2 separate regions of the Triticum aestivum genome follow, and region 2 is linked to region 1. Evidence: chromatin contacts called from public Hi-C data. All regions are on one chromosome and are shown on one strand. The core of a region is the stretch at or near the end of the contact, and the rest is flanking DNA. Distances in the headings are between cores, read along the strand shown. Region 1 holds the start of LOC123080293 (CBS domain-containing protein CBSX6). Region 2 holds the start of LOC123075255 (receptor-like protein EIX2).

Region 1 (3,721 bases), core at 770-3,269:
CAAACTTGGCTGAATAACAAAATACATATGTCAAACATCGCATCTTTAGAAATGAATTTGCTTGAAAGGCAAAGGACTAAAAAAAGCAGAGCAGTATGATTGGCAGACGCATCATCCAGCTCAGACTCTTATGTCCTATTGAACTTTTTATTTGCGGGCAACTATTATGTCATCCCTAAGAATGTGACATTGGCTCACTACTTGGTGCTGCCAAATCATTTCGAGACATGATTGGACTGCCTCGCATGTGTCATGTATGGCTCAGTTTATTTAAACTATTGTCTTGACTCATGAATCCCTTGACAGCCAGCACGGCTTCCACATGGATTGCTGCCTTCCTGATTGCGACATCGCATTGCCAAATGGAACCATGTTCCCACTTTGTTCCTCTTATGGCAACACAATCAGAAGGACAAACTCTGCACCATGTGAAAGCCATCTGGCTTGTTTAAGTTTCGGAATGGACTGGAGACACTTCATGATGCTGGAAGATAAGAGTAAAATACAAGCTAAGATTGTAGAATGATCGGTCTACTCTAGGAATTGAAAAAAGTTAAGAATAGCCACATATACTGATAGGTGAATACCTAGCAAATCTATGCTGTTGGTAACGGTCATGAGTTACAGTTTTTCAGTCTCGAGGAGCTATGTGATGGATAGTCTTTTGAGTTGTTGTCAGCAAATGCTCCCTAAAGGGGCAACTAAAATGGTGGTTTAATGAAGAAAGCATGACCAGTTGTGGCATTTCTTTGGATACTGAAGAAAGAAACTGTGCACACAGGGATAAAGCAACTTAAACTTGAGCAGTGGATTTGCGACTAAGGCACATGACCTAGCAAAACAATATCCAGATTGTCTGTCCGGAAGTTCGATCCAACTATTTTTCATGAACTAAGACATTTCTTCCCAGCTCATCAAGCATTGACCTTACCATGCTTTCTTCTGAAAGAGATTGTGTTAAACACAACCACTACCCCAGTTTTAGTATCCAGTAAACACAACTTTAGGCAGCTTCATTGAGCAGTAAGCACTTCCTGATTTGCACCAACAGAAGAAGCACCATAGAAGAGTGATTTATTAACCACAAAGGCACAAACCCCCAGTGATTTCTGATGGATTCAGAACAGACTCAAAAACAATTTTGTACTGGCCGCAGATTTGTAATTAGTAGGAACGTGCATAAGAGACAAAGATCACCAACCAGACCGCATTAGAAAACAGAGGTTTGCGCATCAGCATTCGGCTGTAGTGAAGCATCCCAGCAGGCAGGGACAGATCCGAGCTAAGCAGGAGTCAACAGCCACAGTGCGTAGACTGAATCACCACTGCCTACGACTACGAAACCGCAGACGAATGATGCCTAAAGACTTGAGATTGGGTGGGATTCCTGATGGGACGGGCGGGGACAGGACACGACGGCGGCGAGAAGGGGCGGGTCGAGGAACAAGAACTGACCTGGTGCCGGGATCGACCTCCCGGAGCAGGTCCTGGTTGGGCTGCACGACCTCGCCGACGGCGGCGCGCATGGCGCGGTCGCCGGCGCCGGCGCCGGCGAGGAAGGCGGCGATGTCGACGGCGGAGATCATGCCGAGGAAGCGGATCCCGGAGGGCGGGTCGTCGGGGGCGGCCCGCGCGCGCCAGACGGGCACGGCGCCCTCGGGGCTGCCGGCGATGGCCCGCGCCGCGTCGTCGAGCGTGTCGGCGTCGCTGAGCTCGGCGATCTCGGGCTTGCCGACGGTGAGGTCGCCGACGACGTGGTGGTAGAAGACGGCGGCCATGGGCTCAGGTGGGCGCGGGGTTATAAGAGCGAGTGGAGGAGGAGCAGGTGGAGGAAGAGCCTGGAGGGGCCGACGGCGGGGGAGGAGGAGGGGTCACCGGCGGCGCGGGTGCGGGGGTCGCCGGCCATGTCGGAGGGAGGGAAAGCCCATTAAGAGCACGGCGAGCGGATGGAAAAATTGAAGCCGGCTGCCCGCGTGGTGTGGGTGATGCGAGGGAGGGGATATGCGATGCGGTGGGAGGAGAGACCGGCTGGATGGGGTTAAATCAGCTCCGTGGCCATGCTTTGAGATTCGGGGTGGTCGGCTGATGGATCTCCATTGTGATTTACTCATTTATTGTGTGCCATGTATAATGTGGAATCTGGCAGAATGATGGATCAACCACGTGGCATACATATTGAGCTGTCAAAATCTAAATAGCCCATCAGAGTTTAAGTCCTAAAATTGACACCGGCGATCGCATTTTTCTGAATTTATTTAAGACTTTTCGGTGATGTGAGCTTAGTGGTGGAGACACCCCGTCGACTGCAAAAGCGTCTTTGACAACTTTATCAATCTCAAGATGATGTGCCGGCTTAGTCTCACGAAGGTGTCCATAGGGGTAGAGTGTTCTTGTGTGCATTTATATGAGTGAGGGTATGAGCGTCTACGTCTATTTGTATTTATATAAAACAACCTAAATAGAAGGATTGGAGGCTTGCGAGGGTGAGTGTTGGTGTGTATATCAGTGTCTACCTTTGTGCCGTGTCTTTTTCGAAGGGAAAAAGAAGATATAATCAATGAATGACTATCTGGGTAACCCTCCACCTTTGAGTGTTTTTCTTTGCCAATGATTCGAACATACTAGTAACTTGTTGTTTTTTGTTTTTGTTTTTTTTAGGGTGAGCTAGTAACTTATTGGATAAAGTACTTCAAATGAATAACTGAAAATTACATGACGCCAAAGATACATAACAAAGCTAAAGTCACATGAAGTTTTTTTGGAAGCCGATGTCTCTAGCTACACAAAAGACTAAACATGCATGGACAGGTTCGACTAATCTCCAATGCCTTGAGCAGTCGTCTCGTGTGATATGAATAGTCCACACCAGTATGTGAGAACTTGAAGTGACTGAACACACTGCTGCTGAAGACACAACTACCGCAAGAGAACCACTAGTTCGTCGTCAGATTGTAATCTAAGAAGACGCGAGCGCCCACGAGATATCGAAATGCAAGAACCTCTCGCTAATGCACACTCGACACGACACATGACACTAGCATTAGTGTCACCACCGCCGAGATAAACCCAATCAGCCGGCAGATTTTCGATTGGCCTGCTACGCGCAGTGGCTAGACTGATTGTTGATGTGATGGTCGATTAGTGGTGGATCAAAAGCACTAGATCCTGAGATTAATGAGCGTGCGATAGCTCGGCTCGTTAAGCTCGTAAATCGCTCCTTAACGAAGAGGCCAATCGCTGATCTTAGTCTGTTAAATTTAATGGGCTTAATGAATGAGGTAACAAGCTCGTTAGTACTTTCTCCGTCCGAAAATATTTGTCATCAAAATAGACAAAAAAGGGGTATATGTAGAACTAAAATACATCTAGATACATCCCTTTTTATTCATTTTGATGACAAGTATTTTCGGACGGAGGGAGTACACCATAACAAAATCAGGACCAGTCCTTGATGACATAAGAATATCCATAAGCACCCGCGGCTGATTCAGGACTCAAACTGGGGTGGGCTGCCTGCGCTCCCGCAGAGCTAGCCAACAGATTGGCGTTCTGTTCTCGTAAGTACACCATAACATATATTCTTATCTTACTCCCTCCATTCTACTCGTATAATGTAGTGCATATAGATTTTTTAAAAATCAAACCTCAAACTTTAGCCAAACAAGATACTCCCTCCGTTTTTATTTACTCCGCATATTAGACTTGACTGAAGTCCAACTTT
Region 2 (4,013 bases), core at 1,055-3,554, 170 kb after region 1:
AGGTACCTCAAGGATTCCATTCTAGAACATGAATGTAGTTCTCCAACGAGAAGGTTGTTTGCTAAGTCTAAGACTATCAACTTCTGTGAATGGCAGATTGATTCGGGAAGATGACCCACGATGCCATTCGAGAACATAAGCAACGTTTCTAGTCCTGGAGCTCCAAGGTTGGATGGGAAAGGCCCTGATAAAGAGTTCATGGAGATATCCAAGTAGATGATATTCCTTGGTAGACTTGGTATGGGCCCAGTAAGTCTATTGGAATCGAGAAAGAATTGTGTCAATGACATGTCCTCCATATTTTCCGGCAATTCGCCATATATTGAATTGTTGAAAATATCCAGAAAATCCATTGCTGAAAATGCAGTGGTGAACCAGTCCGGAAGCTTATCAGTTATACCTGAGCTTGAGATGTCAAGGTAAGTAAGATTCACCTGCCACTGGAGCCAGGCAGGGAAAAGGGGACCCATAATGCACAACGAAAAATTTGCATCTCTAAGCTTGAAGGGAGTCTTCCATTCTGAATCCACGTGAATCTTGAGTAGGGGATTCTGCGATAGGTCCAATGTCTCTAAACTGGCCATTTCAGCAAAGTGCTCCTCCGTGAGCAAACCATGAAGATCATTGAGACTAATGTCCAGGTAAGTTAGATTAGCGAGCATACCAAGCTGAGGCGGGACATGTCCAGTGAGGTAGTTGCCACGAAGGTCTAGAGTGCTTAATCTAGCAAAGTGTCCTATTCCTGCAGGTATGTTACCAACAAGGAGATTGCAGGACAGCACAAGGGTGCTCAAACCAGCAAAATATCCTTCCCCTGTGGGTACTGATCCAGTGAGTTTATTGTAAGCTATGTGAAGAGTGTCCAAGCTAGTAAGATTTCCCATGGACAACGGTATCGATCCTCCGGTGAGGTTGTTGTAAGAGAGATCAAGAACTTGCAACCCACCAGTCAGGTGCCTCAAACTCTTGTAATTTGCCAAGGTTCCAACCATACACCATTGTTTGCTAGGTACAATTGTTGCAACATGTTGGATGGGCATCCCTGCGGCAGGCTTTCCATCAGCTTGCCCATGTCCTGGCCGCCTACGAGGCTCGACTCCAGGTCTAAGTACCTCAGGTTGCAGAGGTTTCTCAAGCTTCTTGGCATGGTAGCCATGTTTCCATTATATGAGAAATCAAGAATCTCAAGGGACGCCATGGCGTCCAGTGCATCAGGGAGCTGCCCGGACAGGAAGGTTTCCATGAGGTTGATGTGAGTGAGGCTTGTCACGTTCCAGAACCAGGAGGATGCGGCCGGGTGGTTGAGGCGGTTCATGGAGAGATCCAGCTCCTCAAGATTTGTGAGGTTACACAAGCCTGCCGCCGGAAGTTGCCACTGGTTCGTGCTTGGAAGCGAGCAGGAAGAGAGATGGAGGGTTCTGAGTGAAGGGAGCATGCTCACCGCCCGAGGCCAGTCCATTGCTCTGCTCATGTCGATCGAGCTCAGGCTGAGGTGCCGCAGCGATGGCAGACGCGCCAGCCACGAGAGGTCTGACGAGCGCAGGAGCTGCGTGCCGAAGTCGCTTGAGAGGTCAAGGGAGCGCAGCCTCGAGAGGTTTCCCAGCTGCGGCGGGACCTCGCCGGAGAAGTAGATGCCGGAGAGGTTGAGGTAGCGCAGGCTCCGGAGGCCGCCCAAGAAGGCCGGTAGGGCGGCGTCGGGGGAGCCCTCGAGGTACTTCCGGCTGAGGTCCAGGTGCCGCAGCCGCGAGAGGGAGAGGAGCGAGGGGCTTATCCGGCCGGCGAGCGCCCCCTCGTAGTTCCCTCTGTCGTCGAGCTCGGCCCCGCCCGGCGCGTCCCGGAGGCTGAGCGCGAGCACGCGGCCCGTCCGGTTGCTGCACCGGACATACCGCCATTGGCAGCTGTCTGATCCTCGTCGCCAGGAGGCGAGGAGTCCCCCCGGGGTCGCTGGTGACGCCGTCCTTGAAGGCTAGCAGCGCGTCCCGCTCCTCAGGCACGCAGATCGGCCGTCTGACCGGCACGGCGTGCGTGGCCACTGGCCAGGGCCAGGGAGAGGACGACGACGGTGAGTAAGAATTTGGTGGCGGCGAGGTGGGTGGAAGTGGCCCGCATGGCGACCGGACTCCGGAGCATTAGCGAGTAGATGAGCTTGGTCGATCGGTGGTGGTAGAGATGGAAATGTGGTGTGGCGCGCGCTTATGATGGAGACCAATTTCTTAGCTAGTGCGGACGTGCAGCCATCGTGAAGCCGCACTTTGACTTTGCCGGACCGGTGAACCCATGGCGGACTGGTACAAGGGGTCGCCATGGTCTCTGCTCTCTCCTAAGCCGCCGGTCTCCCACTAACTAACTAGTGCGGGCAGATTGTCCAGTCCTACTTATAACGATTGTGGAAAATGAATCCTCTCACGTCAGAGGTCTATCTCGTACGGCAGGTACGCGTCTCGCCTCGTCTCGGCGATGCATCACAGTCTATAATCTGTTATGCAAACTCCTGATTCGCATGCACTTGTAATCAGGGAAGTGAAGGACATCACGACAAAGGCGATCGAGACCACAGCACAACTAGGTCGGAAGCTGTCTCGGGGAGCTCGGGAAGGAACTAAAAAGCAAAATCTACTTTTTAAATACAGCAAAACTTGCAAAATAACACAAAAGTCAGGATGGCCGAGTGGTCTAAGGCGCCAGACTCAAGTTCTGGTCCTCTTACGAGGGCGTGGGTTCAAACCCCACTTCTGACATTCTTATTTTTTATTCCCTTTTTTTGGGCTTTACACAACCTAGAGATTCACTATCTCTATACATTTTTTTGGATCTTTCAGACTTTCATTTCAGCTTAAAGGCATGTCACACAGAGCAAAAAAATTTGTGGAACTTTCAGCCTTTCATTTTTTTATTCCCTTTTTTTGGGCTTTACACAACCTAGAGATTCACTATCTCTATACATTTTTTTGGATCTTTCAGACTTTCATTTCAGCTTAAAGGCATGTCACACAGAGCAAAAAAATTTGTGGAACTTTCAGCCTTTCATTTCAGCTTAAAGGCATGTCACACAGAGCAAATTTTTTTGTGGAACTTTCAGCCTTTCATTTCAGCTTAAAGGCATGTCACACAGAGCAATACTGCACATTGAGATTAGCGATACACTCTATGACAGGACAAGATCCCTAGTCATGCCTAACACGTACACAAGTGAAAATACAAGCTCCGGCATTATGAAGGTTGTAACCATCTTCAGCTTGCCTATGGGCACCCTTGTTGCTTGACCGACTAATCCTGAATACTCTAGGATCAGCTTCCTTAGTGTGCTTGATGAAAGCATTAAGACTATCCCTAATGGTCCAGTGGCCAGGGTAATTTTCAGGGTATCGCCTTGCCGCAGCTTCTGCCAGAACTGGGTTATCTCTTAAGAATTGGGCCTACGAAGATTAAGCGCCTTGGCAATTTGGGCACCCAATTCCAAAGCTCTAGCTTCAGTCTGGATAACAGAAGAAGCCGTAGATGCTGCAGCAATGAAAATCGCCTCATGTTGCCCTCTCGCATGTTTGTAGACAAAGACGCATATACCTTCATGTTGTTATAACCCTGCATAATTAGAGTTACCAGACAAAGAAATATCTTTCCAAGCAGCATCAGTAAAGACATTTGGCCACTCCTTGAATCCGTTCATCTCAATCTGCAAATAAAACCTCACTGGTTCAGACTCCTCTTTTTCCTCCCTGAGATCTGTACTCCAGTTCTTGCTCTTTCAACATAGCCTTGGCTGTATTGATAACCTGCAACTCTTCCCACTCTCTGTTGTTGAAAGCGACATCATTCTTGCCTTCCAAATGCTCCATAAAATAAGAAATATGATAACCAAAGAGTTTGATCTTGATAAGTTGTTGATATAGTGTTAATGACTTCAGGAATAAGATTTTGATCGGTGGAAAGCAAGTAGGCAATTCTAATAGCAAGGGGAGATACAAACCAAAATGCTCTAACAAATTCCCAGGAAAAGAACAAATGAATATCAT

Evidence for each region. A called contact is a pair of places that touch in the nucleus more often than the background predicts.
Region 2: a contact with region 1 is called in a Hi-C map of leaf, with 4 times the contacts expected there. The contact joins the promoter of LOC123075255 here to the promoter of LOC123080293 in region 1. A contact is called at or near these places in 3 of 5 Hi-C or Micro-C datasets (leaf and an unstated tissue).

Annotation. Positions count from the first base shown.
Region 1 is chr3D:535,973,776-535,977,496 of IWGSC CS RefSeq v2.1, forward strand. LOC123080293 (CBS domain-containing protein CBSX6) reads right to left here and starts at 2,020. Exons shown (of 2, transcript XM_044503206.1): 1 at 1,456-2,020. The coding sequence starts at 1,778.
Region 2 is chr3D:536,148,022-536,152,034 of IWGSC CS RefSeq v2.1, forward strand. It overlaps LOC123075255 (receptor-like protein EIX2), which reads right to left and starts at 2,305. Exons shown (of 4, transcript XM_044497910.1): 1 at 2,013-2,305; 2 at 997-1,871; 3 at 1-742. The coding sequence starts at 2,305. TRNAL-CAA (transfer RNA leucine (anticodon CAA)) reads left to right here and starts at 2,655; the gene lies at 2,655-2,738.